Linked DNA regions of Zea mays: region 2 is linked to region 1. The links are chromatin contacts, called in public Hi-C maps. All regions are on one chromosome and are shown on one strand. Each heading gives the region's core, a stretch centred on a gene start, on an enhancer-like site or on the middle of the called end of the contact. The rest is flanking DNA. Distances are from core to core; before and after follow the strand shown.

The links. Hi-C and Micro-C count contacts between places; a contact is called where the count stands out from the background.
Region 2: a contact with region 1 is called in a Hi-C map of leaf, with 10 times the contacts expected there. The contact joins the promoter of LOC100193292 here to the promoter of LOC542454 in region 1. A contact is called at or near these places in 3 of 25 Hi-C or Micro-C datasets (all in leaf).

The regions. Positions count from the first base shown.
Region 1 is chr6:14,803,013-14,808,659 of Zm-B73-REFERENCE-NAM-5.0, forward strand. It overlaps LOC542454 (60S acidic ribosomal protein P0), which reads right to left and starts at 3,395. Exons shown (of 4, transcript NM_001371630.1): 1 at 2,953-3,395; 2 at 1,984-2,082; 3 at 1,509-1,901; 4 at 981-1,267. The coding sequence starts at 3,279. The coding sequence ends at 1,127. LOC100275595 (putative AMP-dependent synthetase and ligase superfamily protein) reads right to left here and starts at 493. Exons shown (of 10, transcript NM_001149645.2): 1 at 164-493; 2 at 7-79. The coding sequence starts at 378.
Region 2 is chr6:15,223,923-15,229,272 of Zm-B73-REFERENCE-NAM-5.0, forward strand. It overlaps LOC100193292, which reads left to right and starts at 3,996. Exons shown (of 9, transcript NM_001138433.1): 1 at 3,996-4,125; 2 at 4,378-4,506; 3 at 4,613-4,699. The coding sequence starts at 4,030. LOC100383284 reads right to left here and starts at 899. Exons shown (of 8, transcript NM_001361985.1): 1 at 541-899; 2 at 197-422; 3 at 1-43. The coding sequence starts at 726.

The DNA of each region.
Region 1 (5,647 bases), core at 2,145-4,644:
ACGCACCCAGCGGTAGTTGAGAGGGGCGATGATGGCTCCGGCGTAGGTGACGGCGAGGAACAGCTGCACGTACTCGACGCTGCGTTCATGTACAGCAATGGCTCAGCCCCCGATCGTTTCCGCGGCTAACGAATTCCATGCGCCTAGGTAAGCAGGCAGGTACCTGTTGAGGGCGACGGCGGCGACGACGTGGCCAGGGCGCACCCCGCGGTCGGCGAGGCCAGCGGCCAGGCTCCGCACGCCGTCGACGAACTCCGCGCCGGTGAGCCGTCGGCCGCCTGGGCCGGCAGCGACGGCGGCGGTGGCGCTGCCGCGGCAGGCGAGGATCCTGCCAAGGCACTGCGCAATGTGGCCCTGGCGGTGGCGCGGCGCTGCCATCGCCGGCTGGCGCCGTCGACCGAACTCTCTTTGCAAGGTTTGACGCGTGCGGCAAGGAGGGAGGGAGGAGGAAGATAGCACGCGGCCACGACGGGGGACGTTGCGTTGCGACCACAGATTGCAGTGCAGCTGACGATTGACGAGATAGTTAGGGAAGGCTGTGCTGACCGCTGACTACCACGGTACCACCTACTAATGGGTAGCCTGCTCCCATGTTTAAATAGTAAAAAAAGGCTAAAATTCAAATAGGAATTTGAACCAATCTCACACTCACACACAGATCACACACTAGTTGGGAAAAAAAGTGAGACGATGCTATTTATATTTGATTAAGCAGGTGCTGACTGTTGGCGGTTCTGCCTACAGACCCGACTTGCTGTGTGTGCAGCATATTTCTTCGAATTTCAAGTGCATCAATCATTTAGAATTTCGGACAATGTGATTTTAACTTGGGCCAAGCTTCTGGGCAACGTTAAGTTTCATGACACTTTCATCTTTCGCCGAAAGATGAAAGATGTGCTGAACTCTAGTTCGGAGACTAACCAATCTTTTACGCAAAAAAAATCCAAACGGATTTGTTAGGTAAACAGCATCAACCCGAGTGACACAACACAGGTACTTAAAATTTAAGGAGATATCATTGTCGATTACACACGATAATTTGTCTGCTAAAAAATATAGGAAACAGTACTTGTAGATGATAAAAAAAAAAGCCAAAACTTGCAGCAGTTTGACGAAAACAGCAGCTCTAGTCGTCGAAGAGGCTGAAGCCCATTTCCTCGTCCGACTCCTCTTCAGGCTCCGCAGCCTTCTCTTCTTCCTTGGGAGCAGCTGCAGCGCCAGAGTCCCCAGCAGCAACCGGGGCGGCAACAGCAAACTTGCTTGGGTCCTGCAAAACCAAACACAGAAATTAGAATACCTCAAAACACATGGTTCCAAGACATAAACTAGCTACATCGTGATCTGATGATACAGTACATATGATATGGACAAAGAAGCATAGGTATGCATGGTAGTTTAAATGCCAACAAGACACGTTCATAGATATGGACTGTAATCAAATTAAACCAGAATTATACAAGGCCTTGAGTTGCTTAACAACTACCATAGCCCGAGAAAACAAGTTTTACCTTGAGGTACTCCTTGATCTTGTCAGCATGTGGGTACGAGTAGTCTGTCTCGACAGCAACAGCAAGCACATTCTTGTACCCATTGATGAACATGTGGGGCACAGCAGCAAGGGTCGGGTACGAGATCGCCAGTGACAGGGAGGCAACCATGGAGACACCAGTGGCAAACTTCTCAATCAGGTCCTCCTCGGAAAGGTCAAGCACCTCAGGGCTGAACACGGACCCATCCTCGTAGACACTGGTGACCTGGAGGCCGTACGAGAAGGGGCGGATACCCAGCTTGGCGAGCAGGGCAGACTCGGACGAGCCCACCTTTTCACCCTTCTTGATCAGCTCCACAGGGGTGATAATTTCCACGGTACCCTTGTTAATCTTGGTGGGGATGTTAAGCACCTGGAACAAATGACAAATGAGAAAAGCGCCTTTGTGTGCTTGCATTTTAGCTGTATCACAGAGGTGTTGCTTCCAAGGTCACCTGGAAGAAAGAGGTCTGGGACGGATCCAGCCCAGTGTTGCCAGGGGGCACAACAACATCAACTGGAGCAACCAGACCAACACGAGCAGGAGCCCCCACCTGTAGCAAAAACACATCAAATTGTCATTATTATTAATAATGAATAATAGCTTGACATTGGTAGTGTATGTGTAACAGAAACAACAATGATAAACAACATCAAAAAGTGTTACAACACATATGCTTCCACATTATGGCTATCAACATAGGACAGATATGGTGCATGAAAAACTGACTTGTTATGCTATTATCAGAGATGTTTAATCATGAAACTAAGCCCAGACATTCTTAAAGCGATATATACATAGACGTGAATTTAAATTTAGTCTCACAAGTGCAATAAGCGATATCACAATACAGTAACAAACTTTTACAGCTAAGCTACCAACTGAATGTGAAACAATGCTATGAATATAGAATCCTCAATACATACAAAGAGCATGTTTGGGTGCATGAACTAATTGCTACCTATCTAAAAATAGACAAATTTAGCTCTGGTGCATCCAAACAGGGGAGCTAATTGGTAGGCTATTTCTTTTGCGAAGTCTTCAACTAGTTGCTAGAGTACTAGCTAGCTAACTATAGCTAAGTTTGGCTAATTTTTAGCACTAACTAGTAATTAGACATGTGTATACAAACATGGCCCTAACAAAACAATCTGCAAGTATTTAGTGCAGGACAATAGCATAACAGAACGACTATATCCAGGTCACGGACCCGAGTTGCACAGAGCTATATCCAGGCAACTCGATGTGAATTTAAATCTACTATACGTGACATCTCTCCAAGAGTACGGGACACGTACGACACAATTTGCATAAAAAATAAATTTTGTGCCGTGAGCCATCGAATTGCTACTCCGAGCAAGTGATGTTCGCATTAACAGGTAACAGCAAACAACAGGTGCCGGAAAAAACTACAGTTATTCACCTTGTACTTGGCGACCTCCTCGCGCACCTCCTTGAGGTCTCCCTTGGTGAAGATGAGGCCTACGTTGCCGACCAGGAGGTCCATGAGCGGGTCAAAGGTGTGGTTACCGGTCTTCTCGGCGTACACCTTGATGCAACGCCTGATGAGCGTGTTCTTCCCCATGAGCACCACCGAGTCGCCCCTGAGGCCCCGGCGGATGTCCTGGAGCTGCTTGGAACCGACGTTGTCGGCCAGGGCGATGAGCACCTTGGTGTACTCATCGAGCAGGCTGCACAGCTTCTTGTCGTACGCGATCTTCTTCTCCGCCTTAGTCCGCTTGATCGCCATCGCTGCAGAGGAACGCTAACCCTAGCTGGAGGAACGGATCTGTGAAGGGGGGAGTGGAGATACAAGGAGGAGGACCAAGCCTTCGTGAAGGGCAAGGCGGACGGCTTGCGGCGGCGGCGTCGCTTTAACCTAGCTGATAAACGGCTGCGGCCGTGGTTTTTATAGTGTTGGAGGGAGCAGGAGCGCTAGGGTTTCCTCCTTCCATGCCGGCCAAGATGGGCCTGCCTGTTTGTTGGGCTCCTGTAGTCGTAAACCGGGGCAGCATCTTTTGCATAGAAGCCCAAGCATGAGTCCACTACATCTCTACTCTCTACTTTTTTATTTTTTTTTATACTTAAAGCACCAGTTTCAACAATCATCCGCGTAAAATGTTAAAAAACGGTGCAGGTGGTAGGGTGAAAGGGAAATAGGCTTACACCTTTTCCTAGATTGATTTTGGTGGTTAAATTGTCCAACACAAATAATTGGACTAACTAGTTTGCTCTAGTCTATAAGTTTTACAGGTGCCAAAGGTTCACAACAAGCCAATAAAAAGACCAAAGATGAGTTCAAATAAAGAGAGCTAAAGACATCCCAAAGGCACCCTGGTCTGGCGCACCGGACTGTCCGGTGCACCACCGGACTGTCCGGTGCACCACCGGACTGTCCGGTGCACCACCGGACTGTCCGGTGCACCACCGGACTGTGTTCGGTGCACCAGGGAACTCGAAGCTGAACTTGCCACCTTCGGGAAAATGGGAGGCCGCTCCGCTATAATTCACCGGACTGTCCGGTGTGCCAGCGGAGCAATGGCTACTTCGCGCCAACGGTCGACTGCAACCGCATTCAATGCGCTACAGTGCGCGCCAGAGTCAGAGCACGCGCAGTTGGCGCACCGGACAGTCCACAGGACCTGTCCGGTGCACCACCGGACAGCCCAGAGGCCCCACCAGTCAGAGCTCCAACGGTCGAACCCTAACGGCCTGCTGACGTGGCTGGCGCACTGGACTGTCCGGTGCGCCATGCGACAGACAATCTTCCAACGACCACTTTTGGTGGTTGGAGCTATAAATACCCCAACCACCCCACCATTCATTGCATCCAAGTTTTCCACCTTCCAACACATTACAAGAGCTATAGCATTCAATTCTAGACACAACCAAAGAGATCAAATCCTCTCCCAAGTCCGGAATCACTCCAAATCAAATAGTGACTAGATAGAGCGACATTTGTGTTCATTTGAGCTCTTGCGCTTGGATTGCTTCTTTTCTTTCTCATTCTTTCGTGTGATCAACTCAATTGTAACCGAGGCAAGAGACACCAATTATGTGGTGGTCCTTGCGGGAACTTTGTGTTCCATTTGATTGAGAAGAGAAGCTCACTTGGTCTAAGTGACTGTTTGAGAGAGGGAAAGGGTTGAAAGAGACCCGGTCTTTGTGACCACCTCAACGGGGAGTAGGTTTGCAAGAACCGAACCTCGGTAAAACAAATCCTTGTGTCATACTCTTTATTTGCTTGGGATTTGTTTTTCGCCCCCTCTCTCGGACTCGTTTATATTTCTAACGCTAACCTGGCTTGTAGTTGTGCTTAAGTTTATAAATTTCAGATTCGCCCTATTCACCTCCCCTCTAGGCGACTTTCAATTGGTATCAGAGCCCGGTGCTTCATTAGAGCCTAACCGCTCAAAGTGATGTCGGGAGCATCCGCCAAGAGGGAGATCGGGACCGGCGAGAAGTCCGCCACAAGCCATGGGAAGGCTCCATCCGGGGAGTCCGCCAACAAAGTGAAGGGATCCCCTTCACACAACAAGTCGCATCGGAGCGGTGACAAGAAAAAGAAGATAAGGAAGGTGGTCTACTACGAGTCTGACTCTTCGTCGCCATCCACCTCCGGCTCCGACACGCCATCCGTAACTTCTAAGCGCCGTGAGCGCAAGAAGTTTAGTAAGATCCCCTTATGCTACCCTCGCATTTCCAAACGTACTCCATTACTTTCCGTCCCATTAGGCAAACCACCTATGTTTGATGGTGAAGATTATAATATGTGGAGTGATAAAATGAGACATCATCTAACCTCACTCCACACAAGCATTTGGGATGTTGTTGAGATTGGAGTACAGGTACCATCACCGGGGGATGAAGACTATGATTCGGACGAGGTCGCCCAAATCTGACACTTCAACTCTCAAGCCACCACTATACTCCTCGCCTCTCTAAGTCGAGAGGAGTATAACAAGGTGCAAGGGTTAAAGAGCGCCAAGGAGATTTGGGACGTGCTCAAGACCGCGCACGAAGGAGACGAGGTGACCAAGATCACCAAGCGGGAGACGATCGAGGGGGAGCTCGGTCGCTTCCGGCTTTGCCAAGGGGAGGAGCCACAAGAAATGTAC
Region 2 (5,350 bases), core at 2,746-5,245, 420 kb after region 1:
TTGTCCGGGTGGAAGCTGAACACGTTGTAGTCATGGGTGGTGGCTGCGCAGTGCAGGCGCGAGTCGACGCAACCAATATAATGCAAGAAGAGAGGTTAGATAGATTAAGGAGAAGGACAAGCGATCGACACGCGAGAAGATGGATGGATGCATCAACAGCAGGATCGGAGGAAGGCCGTCGTCAGTCGTCAGTCACCGTCTCCGAAGCCGAAGCAGGGGATGAGGTTGTCCTCGTCGAAGGGAGCCAGCGTCTTGCCGATGATGCTGATGGCCTGCTCGTAGGGGTTGGGCGTGTCGCCGACCCTGTGCAGGCTCTGCCCGCCGAACGACTGCCTCCCTGTCCACTCGTTGCTCTTGGTGAAGTCTATGCCCAGGATGAGGTTCGACGACTCCAGCCCCTGCTCGCGCAGCGCCGCCGCCACCTGCATGCATGCAGACACCACGCCGCGCCGACAGTCATCGAGCTGCTCTGCTAGCTAGCTTGCTTGCTTTATCGGTCTGCAACTTGCAAGCAATGCATCGGTCGGCACCGGCACCCACCTCGTCAAGCGACGTGTAGGTGTCCGGTATGTACGAGTACTTCTTGGACAGCATCGCCCTCCGGTGCCCGCCGCCGGCGTCATAGGCCGACGGCTGGCGGGTGAGCGCCCGGCGCCTCGTGGCCCGCGCCGGTGGCGGCCTGCCCCCGGACCGCCGGTGCAGCAGCGCGCCGAGCACGCCGCCCATCCACCGCCGGTGGTCGAGACGACGAGGAGGAGGAGGCAGCTAGCTGATGACGGCGCGCTCTTCCGGTGGCCTGCTGCAGTAACATGCGACGGCGAAAGACCTGCTACTACTTGCTGAGCGTGCGCGCCAATCCAGAGGAACCGATCCGATCCGCGCACGCGAGGAACACGAACAATCGGACGAGCAGACGGCACGGCAGCTGGCGGGAGATGACGATGGTATAAAGCTCGGTAAGCACGATTCGATCTGTCGAAGGAAAGAGATAGAGGAAGCTGCAATGAAACTTCTTGAGCTCTTTAATTTCCCGGCGGGGTTTTGGTTGCAGGGCAATGAAGGACGGAGAGGAAAGCTACGCAGCTCTTTATTCCATGCTCATCTTTGGTGTCTCTGATGAGGAGAAGAGAACCCACGCTCACGCCAACGCCACCACGCAGCCGGGCCGGCCAGGTTCGCGGCAGATCATTTCAAATAAAAATAAAAATAAAAAGGTTATGAACTACAAAGTTACGTAACTTTTTGAGATTTGTGGTCGCTTCTACCTCCGATGTTATTTGAAAAATTTAAATTGTAAATGTAAGAAGGAAAAGGTAACTTTGTTCGATATCCATAATTTTTTATTTATTTTGGTCACTATTCCATGTGAAATCTTTTTTACCACTATGCACTCGTTGTGTAGTCACTAGTGATTATAGAGCATGTAGATTTCTTGGGTATTAAGGGGATGTTTAGGATAGCTCTGTGTTCCAGCTCCAGTGTAGAGCTATAGTTTCTAGTCATAAAGCAGGAACCCGCTGCTATTAAACCCGCGACACATGCATCTTTGACCCCGCCATGGAAATAACCTAAGTTTAAATCGTCGAATATTTTGTTTCATCATGGGAGAAGTGGACACTGCGTTAGCCATTAAAAATTATCCCGTCGTGGAGATGAGATAATCATATGAAAATTACAAATCAGTCCAATAAAACCACCACCGAATATTTTATATCATCCTATGATGTGGACGTTGCACATAGAGAATCGTGTTTCGTAAGACATTTGCGTGCATGATAAGTATGAAACGGTGGCGCCACCGCGTCAAATATAAATCAGCCAGCGCTTTGGAAATATTCTTTTGTTCTTTCCTCACAACCTTTACACCATTTTAGAAAGAACCAGTCAGCTGATCGAGATTGGTCTGGTTGACAGTTTGTGCTTTAGCTGTAGGCTTTATACATATTCCCTTCATCCTTAGACAACTGGCGCTATAGTATTTGTACTTGTCAAAAAAAGATAAGTATAAATTATATATAATAAATAGATTCAATAACCTATCTAAGGATACTAATTATATACTACAAACAATCTTGAGGTCGTCTGCATCGAGTATATCAACACATAGTTTGGTGGACATAAAAATGAAGGGGATCCATGGGCAAGGAATCCTCTCGTGATTCGTTTTTGAATAGCGAGAGTATTCATCCCCATGGATCCTCTATTTTCCTGTCCACCAAACCTTAGAGTCCGCTGCCATGGATATCATCTGTGGTGACCCGAGGTTCTCATGGTGGATGATCTCAAACTCGAAGGCCTCCTTTAGAACGTAGGAATCTTACAGGAATTTTACAAGAATCAATTCATTTTCACATAAAAATACAGGAAATTTTCTCTCAAACCAAAGGAGGTCGAAATCTTGAAGCTCGCCTCCGGCCGTGGGGTCCACTCGTTAGTCCACACGTTTCGCACTACGCCTGGTTGGCACTCACTGACGTGTGGGGCCCCTAGTCATCTGCCTCCATGCGCGGTCACACCCACCTCGCGCAAAACCCGCATGACCGACCTCGTCGTGCCTTCAATCTCGGCGACGCCGTTGCGGCTTCGCCTCGGGTATTTAGGCCCGGGGCAACCCGCGCCGTGCGCCGAACCTAACCCTCAACCACTCCGGCGCTAGAGAAAACCCGGTCCTGGGAGAAGGAGATTCCGCCGCAAGCTCGGAGTAGCGCCGCCACCGTTGAATCGGCCCTCGGTTGGATTATCGGCCTCGACGAATAGGCCTGCTGCTCCGGGCGACCCCGCCACACGTGTAGGAACCATCTATTGGCAAGGAGCACCTGTGGCGGACTGTTGATTTCTCACCGTCGTCGTTCTTCTTTGCCATCCCGTGCAGAAACCGGCATCCAGCTCGACGCGAATTCGGTAAGCAATCCATACCTTGCTCGTGTCCGCCCCGCGCTCCCTAGTTCATGACCGTGTAGAATTTAGACTTCCGGTGAGCCGCACAGCTAGACACCGCCATGGCTATACCATAGCCACGAATCGTGGCGGACCGTGTCACCGCGACCACAATCCAGGATAAAACTCGCGCCAGTCAGCTCGGCTAGGGGCGAATTTGGTTCTGCGAAATTTCGGGCGCGAATTACTCACTGGCAGGGTAGATCGGTGATACTCCGGCGAAGTTTGCCGGGTGGGAGTGACGGCGCCGTTGGGGTGGGTTGTCCAGGGGAGAAGACGAAACCAGCGTCGTCCGATCCTCTGCGGAGGGTTAAGATTAGAAGAACATACCTCTTCGCGTAGGATTAGATCCTGGTTGTTGGTGCTAGATCGTACGCCTCATATTAGATCACGCGTAATTGGAACCTGAACCTTAGATCGTGGATCCAACGGTTGCGAGCGCGCACCGGTTCGCGAGGAATGTAGATTTAATCAGGGCCGTTGAAAATAGATCTGACGGTCTAGATCCGTGGTATCCCCTTTCACAGGGACATTTTGCTTAAGAAACCTCGGACTTTCTGGAAACTAACCCGCCGTCCTATGCAGCTGTTCACTGAGTCTTGGGAATTCTTGCGCAGAAACCCCCGGGCTTCTCTGTTTTTATGCGCCCGGTCTAGGAAATAGAAAATCCAGTAAAAGTAATTAGAAAATGATTTTTAATGTAAAAATGAATGCTAGAACTTGTTTAATTCATATAAAACAAGTCCAAAAGTTATGTTCTGTTTTTATGTTCCTAGCGGCGGACCGTCTGCGCCTGTGCAGAGGGCACAGCTGCTGGTTCTCGTTATAGTGATTGGCGCCCGAAAAGGTGTCAACAGATAGCTCTAAAAGCTGATGATTGGAATGGCTCCGTTAAACGAAAGACCGAGAGGAGAGCATCCAAGGAAGGATAGGGCTGGCGCCCCCCGCCACACATGCCAAAAGCATCCCAGTCGGAGGCACCTCTCATTTCTCGTCGTCTTTGTTTGTATGTTCCATTAGCACAGACTGAAGCGCAACTAGAGGATACAGCCATCCATTGGTAGTACACAGGGTCCCACCCACAAGAGAGGCATGGCGGCCACATCGTCCCTGAAGAGCAGCCTTCTCCTCCCGTCTACCATCTCCGACTTCAGTGGCGCAGCCGCAGCCGTCTCCATCTCAACGCAGGTAACTACGCAGCACGGAAAGCAAGATTGGAAGCCTCCCACCCTAAGCATTTAGAATTAAATACGTAATAATCTTTGGATTGGACGTTAACTCCCTGTCTTTAGCAGCAAATGTCTAGAACTATAGTTGCATCGCCGCGAAAAAGCACTGCAGAACTTCTCTCACTAGCAGTAGCGGGCATAGCAAATCACCAGAACATAACGCATTTATTCACCAAATCAATCAGCGCCACCATGGAATTTGATTTGGCAGAAGAGGAGATCACGGGGGGCGAGGGTGCAGGTCTCAGCGGCTGCGGACTCCAAGAACATTCTGGTCATGGGGGGGACTAGGTTCATCGGGGTCTTCCTGTCCAGGCTCCTTGTCAAGGAGGGCCACCAGGTCAGTAGTCTGCCATCACCCCCTTTGCTCTGCAATCACCGGCCGTTCAGAGCCACCAGGTTGTTGTTTTTCAAAGAAAATTTAAAACGAAAATCGTCAACCTCAGGTCACATTGTTCACCAGGGGAAAGGCACCCATAACTCAGCAGCTGCCAGGGGAGTCCGACGCGGAGTACGCAGACTTCTCCTCCAAGGTGTGTCGGTTTCTGTTCCTTTGTTGTTTTGCTTGCATGTACCCAGTAGCAGGATAAAGCCCATTATGTTGGTGGCTCTGCATTAGTCGAATAGGCCAAGAAGAGGATGCCATTTGGCCTGGCTTGGGTGAATGGGCTGGAAGCGTCCATGTAAGAAGAACACAAATAGCCTGGAGTGTGGTGAGAGAGAGGACTGTGATGGAACAGAATAACATCTTATTCTTCAAGCCTATGTTATCTTCTGTTTCTCTTCTTCTTCCCTACTGCCGACGATGGTGAGAGGTAGACGCTAACAAGTGGTATCGGATTCGTCGATTCTCGGCTTTCTTGGGTGCTCCCTGTCTCACGCTGGATCTGACCGTTGTTCACCACCATTTTACTTGTCTTCATTGCCAATAAGTCCTCATGAATCCAAATACTCAGATCATATTGGATGAGATTTCTCGACGTTGCGTTGACCATGACGCCAAATGGGACCGTCATGTGTCCAAGCAGGAATCTCGTTGGGATACTGCCTTTTCAAAGTTCACATCGGGTCAGGAAGGGCTTGTCAATGCCTTAGAGAAGGCAACTGGTGTGCTGCTCGATGATTGACATATGAGCATGGAAGATATGGTTTATGATCTCGAAGCATTAGGAGCGCGTGGTGGT